2 separate regions of the Muntiacus reevesi genome follow, and region 2 is linked to region 1. The links are chromatin contacts, called in public Hi-C maps. All regions are on one chromosome and are shown on one strand. Each heading gives the region's core, a stretch centred on a gene start, on an enhancer-like site or on the middle of the called end of the contact. The rest is flanking DNA. Distances are from core to core; before and after follow the strand shown.

Region 1 (5,706 bases), core at 2,367-4,866:
GAGAGTGTGAATGACAAGCACCTACCCACCCCTCAGATCTTGGTTGAAACCTTTGCTCAGAAAAGTCTCTGAAGGAGCCCTTCCTCCCTCGCATGCACTGCCACGAGCTCCTGGCTCTGTACTTGTCCTTCAGAGTCATGCCATGTGTGATAGTCTGGTTTTACCTGAATTAATGCCCACCGTCCCCCACTAGGCCATTAGCTCCTTAAAGCCAGGAGTCGTGTCCATGTTGCTCACCACCATTGCCTCAATGCCCAGCAAAGCAACTCGAGTATTTGCTAAAGAAGAGGTCCAGTCAGTCAGCAATTGGCTATTTAGGCTTAAAACCCAGAACGGAGACCAGGGTTAGAAGTAAAACAGGGAGGGAGCAACATGGGGGTGGTTTAAGATAAAGTTTTCAAACGAGAAAATGTAGACTGGGAAGAACAGTGATCCAAGGAAATACCCAGGAAGACCACTATATTTAAGAGGTAACCCATCAAAAATCTGAGCATAACTAGAGAGGGAGCAGGCAGAAGCATCCAACAGAAGAGGTAGAGCGAAAGCAGACATCAACTTTTAGACTGTTAAGGTGGGGGACACGTCCCCCTCTCACACCTACCAGAGCCCAGGAGAAGATCCAGGCTCTGTGCTTTAAGGACAGGCTGACGTGGCTCCTGCAGGGGGGCTGGTCCAAAGACCAAAGGCATTTCACCCAGTCCCAGCTGAAGCCAGGAGGAGGAAAGAGTTCCCCTTTATTCTAGAGGAAGGAAAAACAGTAAGCCTTGGCTTATAGAGCCCCACACTTGCACCAGATGGAGACAGTTCCAGTGTTATGCCTCCCCTTCAACACACACACACACACACACACAACACACACACTTCTCGGCCATTCCTCTCCACTCTCAACTGAACAATCCAACATTGGAAAATCCTCTTTCTTTCACAGTGAAAGCACTTCTACCATGAAGGGGTAATCATTTGCTAAGTCATGCAAGAATCTTTGCCTTCATTACCAAGGAACATCCTTGTTCTGTCTTACGTAAAACATAAAAGGAAAAAAAATCTAAATTCTATGTCTTAACATTTTTTCCCATTCCACTGGCCCCCAAGGGGACAGTTCTGTGATTCCTTCAGGGCAAACTCAAGCCCTTCGGTTACATAATCCCATAGTATCTTGTCCTCATGTGCAGCACGAGGGACTTTTGTAATTGTCACTTTCTTGCTTTTTATTAGTGTAAAATCTGCCTCCCCTGACAGACGTAAGGTGCATGCTATAGTCCTCATCTGCCCTCTAAAAACACTTACTGCCTGCACGGAATGCATTCCGACTTATTCTTGGGTTCTCCAGACATCAAGGATGTCCCCCACATCTTTTCTTTTTTTGTCAAACTCAGAACCTGCCTTTGTTACAAAAGTAAGAACAGACTTTGTTTCATGAAGCTGCAAACTGTCTACCCCTCCTATACTGAGTCCTACTGGTCGCTGAGTTTTCAGCAGTCCACGCTCCATCTTTCTACACAAGCCATATCTAATACTTCCTAAAAAGGTGACTATGATATCCAGGGTTCCACTACAGGGAATGGGGGAGAGGTGGAAATCAAACAGGTGACTGACCAATACTTCCCTTTCCTTCCAGGATTAGAGAATGTCACAGCTCAAAAACATTAGGGATCCAAGATCTCAGCTTACAGATGAAGAAACTGATGCCAAGGAGGTTCCCACACATTGAGCTAGCGTGGTGAGCGTTTATGGCACACATGGTCCTGCACTGTGGCAGATACAAATGTGAGCAGGAAACAGATGTAGTCTTATTTATCCAAAAATCTGATAACAGCTAGGGCTGTATTTTCCCAAGGTTATAAACCTTAGACAGGAATTCCTTGACGGTCCAACGGTTAGGACTCCACCCTTCACTGCCAAGGGGGCAGTGCAGAGTGGACAAAAAAAAGAGAGAGAGAGACCACAAAGTCACAAGGCTTAGAGTCACCTAGATGGGTCCTCTTATCCATTGAAAGGTGCTTGTCTCAAGAGAGAAAAGGAGGGAAGAAGGGAAAATATTTTAAAAATTATATAACCTACTAACTCTCCTTAAGCAATGCTCGTCCTTCCAGGGAGAGCTGATTTTCTCAAGCAGACAGTACCAGAATTTGGGAAACAGGCTTTCCAAATTCTTCTAGAGTGTCCTTTTGCAAGGGCGGGGAAGCACCCAAGATCTCCTATTTGAATCCCCTACTAGGGGAAAAAAACAAAACATTATCGCTGGTACTCCCATCAGAGGAAGATCAAGGCAGTCCAAGACTCAAGCAGTTCAAACACAAAGTCCACTGAGATGTCAAGGGCTGGTGTCAAGGCTACCTAGCTCAACTCGGAGAATGAGACTAATAATTAAACCAGCAGACCCTGGTAGTATATGCCTATGTACAATCAAATGACTCCCTGGCAGCCATGATGTTAGACTCCAAGCAATTTCGGAAGAGAAATCTGCTTTGCCTTTTTCACAGAAGAACCAGCAAGCTAGAGATAGGTGGAAACTTGACTTGAATACATAAATTGTTAAGAACCATTCAGGGAAAATCTGCCTTCATTACAACGATCTTAACTAGGCTGAAAACCTGCTGGTCTTAAAAGCAGCAAAGCCCCAAATCTGGAGGAAACTATTAACAATAGCTAAGCCCAGGGATTTTCCAGGCATTCCAGTGGTTAAGACTGCTTCCACTGCAACGGCACAGGTTCAATCCCTGGTTGGGGAGCAAAGATCCCCACATGCCACGCAAGGAGCGGCCAAAAATAATAATTCCTCAAGTGTCAGAAAGTACTGGATTCAAGTCCTCACTCTTAACCCTTTAAATAACCAATTTCTAGGGCTGTGAGAATGAAATGAAATCTTGTATGAAAAGCATCTCACTAGGAAGGATGTAACTTCCATGAGGGCAGATTGAGCTCCCTGCTGTGTCTCCAGAGTCTAGACTAGGACCTGGCACAAATATGGTAACTCTTCTTCCTGTCCTCTGCACGGGGAAGGGGTGGGAAATAGCACCCAGAATCTCACTCTTTCTTGCCTAGAAGTGGAGGCCCATTTTTGCCTCCTTCAGGGCTGCAGGCGGCGCGCCGACCCAACTTAGTTCAGCAAAGCCATCCATCCCAAACGCCTTTCACCCCCGTAAGCGATCAGCTCATCCCAGCCCTCACGGCCAGTCCTCAGGCAGCTTCTTGCCCTCCTGTAGGCAGCCTCCCACCACGAGGACTCCTCCAGCCCGGATTCTAACACAGATGTGTGGAGACGGGTGCGCAACCCATGACGCCCCCGTTCCTCAGCCTGGCACACGAAGGTACTGGAGACCATAAAGAGGTCCACAGGTAGCTCCTTCTCTTGCCACGTGGCTTTGGCAGGTGGAAGCCCAGCCCGCGCTGCAGGCTCGCCTGGGCAGAGTCAGGACAGAAACGCAAACTCCCTCCTGGGATGTAGGGAATAAAACCTGGCACAGGTAGATGTTGCAGGAGGCCTCCTCTCAAGATCCTTACCTGGTCCCGGGAGAAACGCACTGACACAGCTGCTTCCAGAAGCAGCGCGCTTTGGCAGCCAGGCCAGGATGCACTTCTGGCCTCCGCCCGGGAACCTCCCCTCGCCCCGCCCTCACGCCCTCCCTCTGGGCCAATCACGAGCCGGGTGGCCCCCGCCAGCCACGTGGGCGAGGTTTCACCATTCCCCAGGTCTCTGCAGCCTGCCGCCTTCTCCGGCCGCTCCAGCAGCCCGCCTGCGCAGTGGGAGGGCACATTGGCGCGCTTGCGCACATTGGGGAAAGAGGAGCTGGACCCCGCCCCGTCCTGCTGCTTTGCTCCTCCGCCGTGCGTACGGGGGACGTCGGGGGCGGCGCCGTAGCAGTTGCCCCTGGTAACGGGGGAGGCAGGAGGAGGAGGAGGAGGGACTCGGCGGGAGGATGGTGAGTGTGGGGGCCTGGGTCCCTCTGGATCTGGTCGGTCACCTGCCTCCCTCCCCCTGGCCCAAGGGAGGCCACCGCGCTTAAAGATAGGAGGGAACGGACTGGCGCTCAGCTTGATGTCCGGGTCCTGGATTGGTTTCGGGGGGCGGCAGGGAGCCCCGAGTGTGGGCCCTGGAGGGAATCTGGGCCTGGGGAGGAAGGCGAGACTTGCAACCTGTCCGAAACTAGGGGAAGGGTCTGGAAGGGTGCTGGGTTGTCGCGATACGCAGCCAGGGCTCCATCATTACTCTGGGGATTGGGATGAGGGCGGATCCTAGGAGCTGCGGAGAGCAGCTTCTGCACGCAGGATTAAATCTTCCCAAGGAATCGGCCTCCCAGTGCCGCAGGAAAGTGGGGTTCACCAGTGCCCAGCTAGAAGCGGGGAGAAGGGCCAGCGCTGCTGTCTTTGAGGTCGCGCTGTCGGTACCAGGGGAGATGGTAGCCTAGCTCTCCTGTTCTTCGCGGTGTGAGGGCCTCTGGGGGGTAAGGGTGTAAATCCCCGGACACAAAGAGGTGCCGCCTGGAAGGGATGTCTGGTGTATTTTAAGCAGTCTCGGTGTCTGCGTGTCGGGCGCGCTTCTGCAGTCCCGAGTTTTTTATTTGCTGAGGGTTCTGCAAGGTCTGGTTGTTGGTGATAGCCAGCCTCCTGTTCAGTACGTGTTGGTGGAGGCAGATTTGCTGCCGGATCCTTAGTATTTACTTCGGACCTGTTGCCACCTTCCTTTGCATATGACCACACCAGAAGCAAAGGCCTTAATCTCAGTTTGGAGTAGATTAAAAAGGGAAAGAGACCATCAATTTGGGGCTAGCTTTTTCTCTTCAGGCCAGAATAAAGCTTTCCCAAATACGTAAATTTTGTGACGTATTTGACGCTTGACACTGTTCCTTGTTGATTTCTCTGCAGTTAATTGGAGAGTATTAAAATGAAATTGAGTGGTTTTAAAACTAATGGAAGAAAAATTTTATTTTGGAGCGTTTGGAGCAGACTGATAAATTTACCAACTGCAGAGAGCTAGCACTCAAGCTTATAGTTACTTCCCTGTCCCAACTCCAGTCCCTTTTTGACTTTTAGAACTGTTGAACCACTTCTATTGATTTATGAAGAAAAAGCTAGACGTCCAGAAGGAAAAAAAAAACAAAAACACATGTACACTTGGTTAGATTATCCAATGAGTAAATTTTGATAGGAAAAATTTATTTCAATTGATTTAACATTGTCAGATTGTTAAAGAAGTAGCATTATTGGATCTGAAGTTGCCAATCACATTTCAACACTTGCTACATTGCAGTTTTATTAACCTCAGGCTAAACAGATTTTTACATGTTTGCTTTTTATTAATCGTTTATACACGAGCTGTCCATTTAAAGGCTAAGTTTTTCTCAACAAATGAGTACAAACATAAATATTTACACAGAAAATAACTAGAATTGAAATGAAAAAGGCATGCCAAACCAACAGAGAAAGGGATGGCATCATAAAGGAGAAACGCATGAGAGCTGGCTAACTTTTCCCAGTTTGTTTATCAGTGAAGTGGCCTGTGTAATTTCATGATTGTTTAATTTATAATTACAAGCCACAATAAATTAGCCACTGCTTATGTTTCCAGGTACAGATTGACACTGTAGACAACAAATTGACAGTGTATACAACACTATTGTATACAACTGTTGTATTCAGTGATCAAGACAGATTTTGTTTTTCTTTTTTTATTTTTTTTCCTACAATAAACAATAAGGAATTAGG
Region 2 (6,369 bases), core at 2,655-5,154, 200 kb before region 1:
ATAAGCTACTAGCATGAATGCACTTTTAATTCATACTGTCTTCTTAACTGAATATATTATTCTGATTACAGACAAAAATAAAATCTTGGGCGTTATCTTTTTTTTTTTTTAGAATTCACAGGAAAATATTATCAATTCAATCAATTTAAAGGATACATTTCAAAGAAAGTACTGTGAGAGGTAACTTGGGGAAAGGGAAAAGTTCCTAGTAAAAATAAATCATTCAGAGGAAACCTGTTCAAGGACAATCAAAACCAAATTTCAAAATAATGCAGATCTTGAGATTTTGAGAGATGGGTAGGATTAATGAGTTGCAAGGGGCAGAACTAAATTCTCAAAGAAAGAAAATAAAAGATTCAGAAGTGAAGAGAAGATTTCAGCAGGGTGTACACACCAGTCCTACCAATCCATCAGCAGATATGCAAAAATTCTGAATAATAAAAAAAAATAGAATATATTATCTCTATCAATATTGGGAAATTTAGCAACAAAAGGAAAATAAAGTATTTTAAAGCCATTTTCAAGCATTTGAAGACATTTTTCTGTATTCCACATTCTACTGCAAAATGAAAAAAGAGACTGGTTAGATGCTCTAATTAACAATTTAGTAGTGAAAGAATAATGCCATCTCCAAAGAAGCTCTGTCACCTAGAGATAATGGACATTTTCTTTTTACTGTTTAAGAATCCAGAAGAATCTCCTTCTGCTTTTAAATGCAAATTACCCCATCTCTGAAGCGCATTCTGCTCTATCTGAAAATTACTGCAGTGTGATCCTGTTCCAGAGAGGACAGCATTCAGGGAGGAAAATGGAATTAGGACAACTGCACACCCTATGTTCATATCATCACAGCCATCGAGCTGTCACCACTTACACATGGCCTTTTTCAGTGGAGAGACCACTCTCAGTGATCAAAATTCTATTGGAAGAACGAAAAGTTAGTTTTGAGGACTATGGGTTCATTAAAAGGTTACATACACATTCTAATACATGAACATGCACCCGCACCATAACAATTTAAAAATTCAGTATCAAGAACTTGGCTGTCAACTAATAAAGCTAGCATTTTTCAAGTCTGAATTTCAGTGATAACAGTATGCGTTGCCCTTTCATTACATGGTAAAACAAACAGAAAATACCACTATGCGAGAAAGGTGAGTATAGCACCCTCTGTACTTCTCTTTCCTGGTGAAACTCCCTGGAACAGTGAACAATGACTCGCAGACATACTTCCATTTAACATACCAGGTGATCAAGGTTAAAAAGAACACTTTTAAACCAGAAAGTCTCAAGAAATAGATAAACCATATAGAGGAATTAATCCCATTGTTAAAGATCCACGCTTTCTGCCAAAACCACACTTGGTTTGGGAAATTTTATTTGTTGTCAGGTAAGTGTAAACAAACAGTGAAGAAAGCTAAGCAATATAGAGCCTCATAAAAGGTTACCTTAGCTCTAGTTTTCCCAAGTTATATGTTAACAAATAGCGTTAGTTTTAAATAAAAACAACAAAAACAACAACAAAACACCTCTTTTCCAGCTAAGGCAAGTCAACCAAATGAGTGATTTTCTTTAGTGATACCTGGCTTATCCCATACCCTGTTCTCAAAAGCAGCCCTAATCTCTCCCACAGGTCACCAGACAACCAGGAACCGAAACAACTGAAAATGCACTTCCAGTCTCGGAAATATCAACTCATTGCTCTGGGTTCAGAAAAGCCATTTAAACGTTCTCCAAATGCCTGAGATTAGTACACGGCAACCAAATGGCACAGCATGGCATCAGCGGGTCTCTTTTTTCATCTACCCACTCAGAATCCCGCAATGAATGCAGCAGATCTCTCAAGGCCAGAGTGCAGGGGGTAAGAGTACCATGCGCAGAAAATAGGAAGCCTGCTTTATGATAGAGGGGGAAGCAAGCCAGGGCAGTCTTGTTTCAAAGAACCTAGAAGCGCTTACTAGTTCAATCCACCCCCAAATCCATGCCACCCTTTCAACTTTACAATTAAAAGAGAGGAGAAATTCCGGTCAACTCGCCTTGGGGGGTTGGTCTGAGGGAAGAGGACTCAAGTAGGGAGGAGGATGGAGTGAGAAAGAGCAAGCCAATGAAAGGATACCAAAATTTTCCCACCTTTCTTAAATTCTTCCAGCATAGCGTCCAACTTGGTGTCATTGAAAACAAAGTGCAAGGGGTGGTTATAAAATTTCGTGATGGTTTTCAGGGGAGTGCAGTCATCCGGATCCACGAAGGCCAAGTCTTTGACGAAGAGGAGGTCCACGATGTTGGAGCGTTCCCCCTCAAACACTGGAATCCGAGTGTAGCCGCTCTCCATGATCTCCGACATGGTGTTGAAGTCCAGAATGGCTTCCCCGGCGATCATGAAGCAGTCCCGGAGGGGCGTCATCACGTCCTCCACCGTCTTGGTGCGGAGCTCCAGCGCGCCTTGGATGATATTCAGCTCCTCCTTCACCAGGTCGTTGTAGGGGTCTGTGACCCGGAGCATCTCGAGCAGCTTTTCCCGGTTATAGACGGTGCCTATCTCCTGGCCCAGGACGCAGTCCAGCAGCTTGCTGACCGGGTAAGAAGCGGGAAAGGTCATCATCATGAAAAACTTGGTGAGGAAGATGGTGTTGGCTCCCACCGCCAGGCCGTGGCGGGAGCATATGGCCTGGGGCACGATCTCCCCGAAGATGACGATGCCGATGGTGGAGACCACCACCGCCACGAGGCCTGAGCCAGCGATGTCGTCGAGCAGGATGGTGAGCGTGGTGTTGACCAGCACGTTGCCCAGCAGCAGCGAGCACAGCAGGTAGTTGCCCTGCCTGCGCACGGGCTCGATGCGCTTGGCGTAATTCTTCTCCTTCTCCGTGCCGCAGTTCTGCACGATGCGCAGCTCCATCGGGTCTAGGGCCATGAGTCCAAGGTTGAGGCCGCTGAACATGCCCGACAGGCACAGAAGCAGCGAAATGAAGATCACCTGCAGCCAGAAGGGCAGCAGGAACTTCTTTTCCTCCCCCACGATCATCTTGGTGTCCTCGCCATCGTGATAAATCCAGGTGGTCTCGGCCCACGGGGGCGGCGGGAGCCCGGCCACCCCGGAGCCGCCCTTGCCCCCGACGGCGCCACCCGCGGACCCCGAGCCGCCGGCGCCTAGTGCTGGCGTGGAGAGCGACGTGCACAGGTAATAGGACTTGCTCTTCTCCATCTTACGCAGCGGTTTGATCTCTATCTCAATGATGCCCGATGTACGGCGGTTGAGAATGATATGGGGCAAGATGATGATATCTGATGTGCGGATGCCGCAGCGCTGGGGGCCGCTGTCCGGCTCCGGCGGCGCGGGTCCACCCAGCCCGCGCTCGCCGGGGCTGTGGCGCTGCCGCTCATGCTCTGTGAAAGCAATGCGGGACCATGTCTCGTTGTTGATGTTCTGCCCGTACACCCGCAGCTTGACCCGGGTCCGCTCGCTCACCCGCAGCGCCCCCCCTTCCATGAACGACACGTCGTTCGTGTCCTCCAGCCGCAACCCGATGATCACCGTCTCTTCGTTCTCGCCCACCGCCGTGCAGCCGCCCGCGCCGCAGCAGCAGCTCAGTAGTAGCAATGGCAGCAGCCTCCCCGCCGCCGCCTGCAGGACCCCCCGGCCGCGGGCGCTGAAGCTGCGGCGCGCCGCCATCTTCCAAGAGGGCAGTGCGGCGGCTGCCTGCCCGCCCGCCATCTTTACTTCGGGTTCACAAGAGCCACAGCCAATCATAGGGTGGCTGCTCCAGCTGCGGCTTCATCCTTCTCAGCCGGCGGCGCGAGCGCAGGCATCGGCCCGCGGGGCGAGATTGCAATGCTGTGTTCGAACCCACTGCTCAGCAACCCGCCTCCCTGACTGACACTGACTCGGCCTGGGCCAGCACCGAGACCTCGAGGCTAGCGGGAGGGGGGAGAGGGTGGGGGGAGTGCCAGCGGCTGCAGCAAGAGTCAGGCCGACCAGCCAATCACCAGCAGGTGCCCGCCCTCCCAGCCAGGGGGCTGGAATGGGGGCGTGGCCGTGAGCGGCGCCGCGAGCCAATGGCAAGATAAGTGGGTGGGGAGACGAGGGACAGCGTCCTCCTCTGCTCTCCAAGTTTCCAACTGAAAGGCGCGTGACTCTTGTGTATGTGCGAGGGGAGGAGGTGTGGCCAGCCCCGGCTCAAGAGCCAGTCACAGATGAGAGCCGAACGAAAAGGGGCGGAGCCCCCCGTCCCGGCCGCCAATGCACAGGGGCCTTCTGCGAGCCTGACGCCCCGGGGGGGACTCGGTAGTACCCCTGTCCCTAGGTTGGCACGCTGGACCAATGTCCTGTGCCCCGAGGCGGCCGGTTCTCGCCGCGCCACGCTGCCGGCTCCCGCGTGCTCAGTGACCGTGCAGAGGTCTGCGCTTTCCTGACCCAAGACGCACATCAGCCTAAAATGCGCCCCTTTTCTTTACTCCTGCGCGCCTCTCCGCTCGGGATGAGCGGTGGCCGGTGGGCCCAATACCACATCTACGCGCTCCTCTGGAGCCGCTCGCTTATCCCTAAGGGACAGACGGCCTCTGCAGCTCACGGTCAGGGAGCGCCACCTGCCGGTAGCATTGGCTCCCTGCAATGCTTTCCAGGTACGCTGCAAACCCAAAAAGGTATTCTGGCAGTTCCCCATCTTCCAAGTTATAAGAATCCCTTCACTTTCTTACTGAAAAAAAATATATTCCCTGGCCCCATTCCATACTTACTGGATGGGTAGGACTTAGGAATCTATTCCTAGTAGGCACTCGGGAAAATCTGGGAAATGGGAGGGGGCGGACATCCTAAGCAGACCCATAAAGTCTCATTCTTAAACACACTGATCAAACCCTGCTAGGTTCATTGGTGGCTCAGGAGAAAAAAATTCTGAAGACCAAGGACTCCCAAGCCCACTCTGGACTCCCAAGCCTACTCTGTATCTGGAGGAAACAGAGTTGCCAAATTGGTTTTTTTTCTTGCAACTTAAACATCCCCCAAAAATAATTATTTCCGTTTTTTTAATGCTGCAAGCACATTTTCCTTTCTGTAAAATTTTTATTAATTTCTAATAGATATAACTGCAAGGGCCTCCTCACTGTTCTATCGTCTTCTACACCTGTCCCCTTCCCTTCTCAACCCACCAGCCAGAGTAGTTTTGTTAAATAAGCCACTGTCCCTTCTTTGTGTGAAACCCTACTCTGGCTTTCCAACTCATCACAGTAAAAGCCACTGGCAGCTATAGTATTGACAAGGGTCTAAAAGACCTACTGTCCCCCCCACCCCGCCCCACTTTCTTCTATAACCCTATCATCTGGTGCTCCAGCCAGATTCTCCTGGTTATTCATTCTCTCTAGGGATGCTCCCTTAGGGAGCCTGTATACATGCTGCTGTTGCCTGTGCCTGGGACTCTCTTTCCCCCAGATGTCAGCAGAGAACCCTAGACTACCTCCTTCAAGACTGTTTCAAGTCCATCTTTATAAACCAGTGACCAAACACTCCCTATTCTCCATCCTTACTGTATTTTCCTTAATTTGGTGTGTATCTGTCTCCTACTAGAACTTAAGCTTCCTAAGGGCAACGATTTTGTCTGTTTTATTCACTGCTGTATCATCAGGGCCTAGAAGAATAATAGATGCTCAAAACAGTACTTGTATTTTTAAAAATGAAAGGATTTTTATTCTGAGTGCTCCAAATAATGTCCCCAACTCTAGTTTCCGGTCCTTCAGTCTCTTTCTCTCTTTTCTTTCTTTAATAAAGTTGACTTCTCTCTTATATGGAAGAGAACTGAAGGTCTGCATTCACAGCTGCTATGAAGGTGATTGCAGCCATGAGATTAAAAGACGCTTACTCCTTGGAAGGAAAGTTATGACCAACCTAGACAGCATATTAAAAAGCAGAGACATTACTTTGCTAACAAAGGTCCATCTCGTCAAGGCTATGGTTTTTCCAGTGGTCGTGTATGGATGTGAGAGTTGGACTATAAAGAAAGCTGAGCACCAAAGAATTGATGCTTTTGAACTGTGGTGTTGGAGAAGACTCTTGAGAGTCCCTTGGACTGCAAGGAGATCCAATCAGTCCATCCTAAAGGAGATCAGTCCTGAGTGTTCATTGGAAGGACTGATGCTGAAACACCAGTACTTTGGCCACCTGATGTGAAGAGCTGACTCATTTGAAAAGATGCTGATGCTGGGAAAGATTGAGGGCAGGAGGAGAAGGGGACAACAGAGGATGAGATGGTTGGATGGCATCACCGACTCAATGGACATGAGTTTGGATGAACTCCAGGAGTTGGTGATGAACAGGGAAGCCTGGCGTGCTGCAGTTCGTGGGGTTGCAAAGAGTCAGACACAACTGAGCGACTG

Evidence for each region. Hi-C and Micro-C count contacts between places; a contact is called where the count stands out from the background.
Region 2: a contact with region 1 is called in a Hi-C map of muscle, with 3 times the contacts expected there. The contact joins the promoter of CNNM2 here to the promoter of SFXN2 in region 1. A contact is called at or near these places in 2 of 3 Hi-C or Micro-C datasets (blood and muscle).

What each region holds. Positions count from the first base shown.
Region 1 is chr2:145,865,303-145,871,008 of mMunRee1.1, reverse strand. It overlaps SFXN2 (sideroflexin 2), which reads right to left and starts at 3,616. Exons shown (of 12, transcript XM_065923231.1): 1 at 3,505-3,616. It overlaps ARL3 (ADP ribosylation factor like GTPase 3), which reads left to right and starts at 3,785. Exons shown (of 6, transcript XM_065923229.1): 1 at 3,785-3,923. The coding sequence starts at 3,921.
Region 2 is chr2:146,063,763-146,070,131 of mMunRee1.1, reverse strand. It overlaps CNNM2 (cyclin and CBS domain divalent metal cation transport mediator 2), which reads right to left and starts at 3,904. Exons shown (of 7, transcript XM_065923238.1): 1 at 2,131-3,904. The coding sequence starts at 3,751.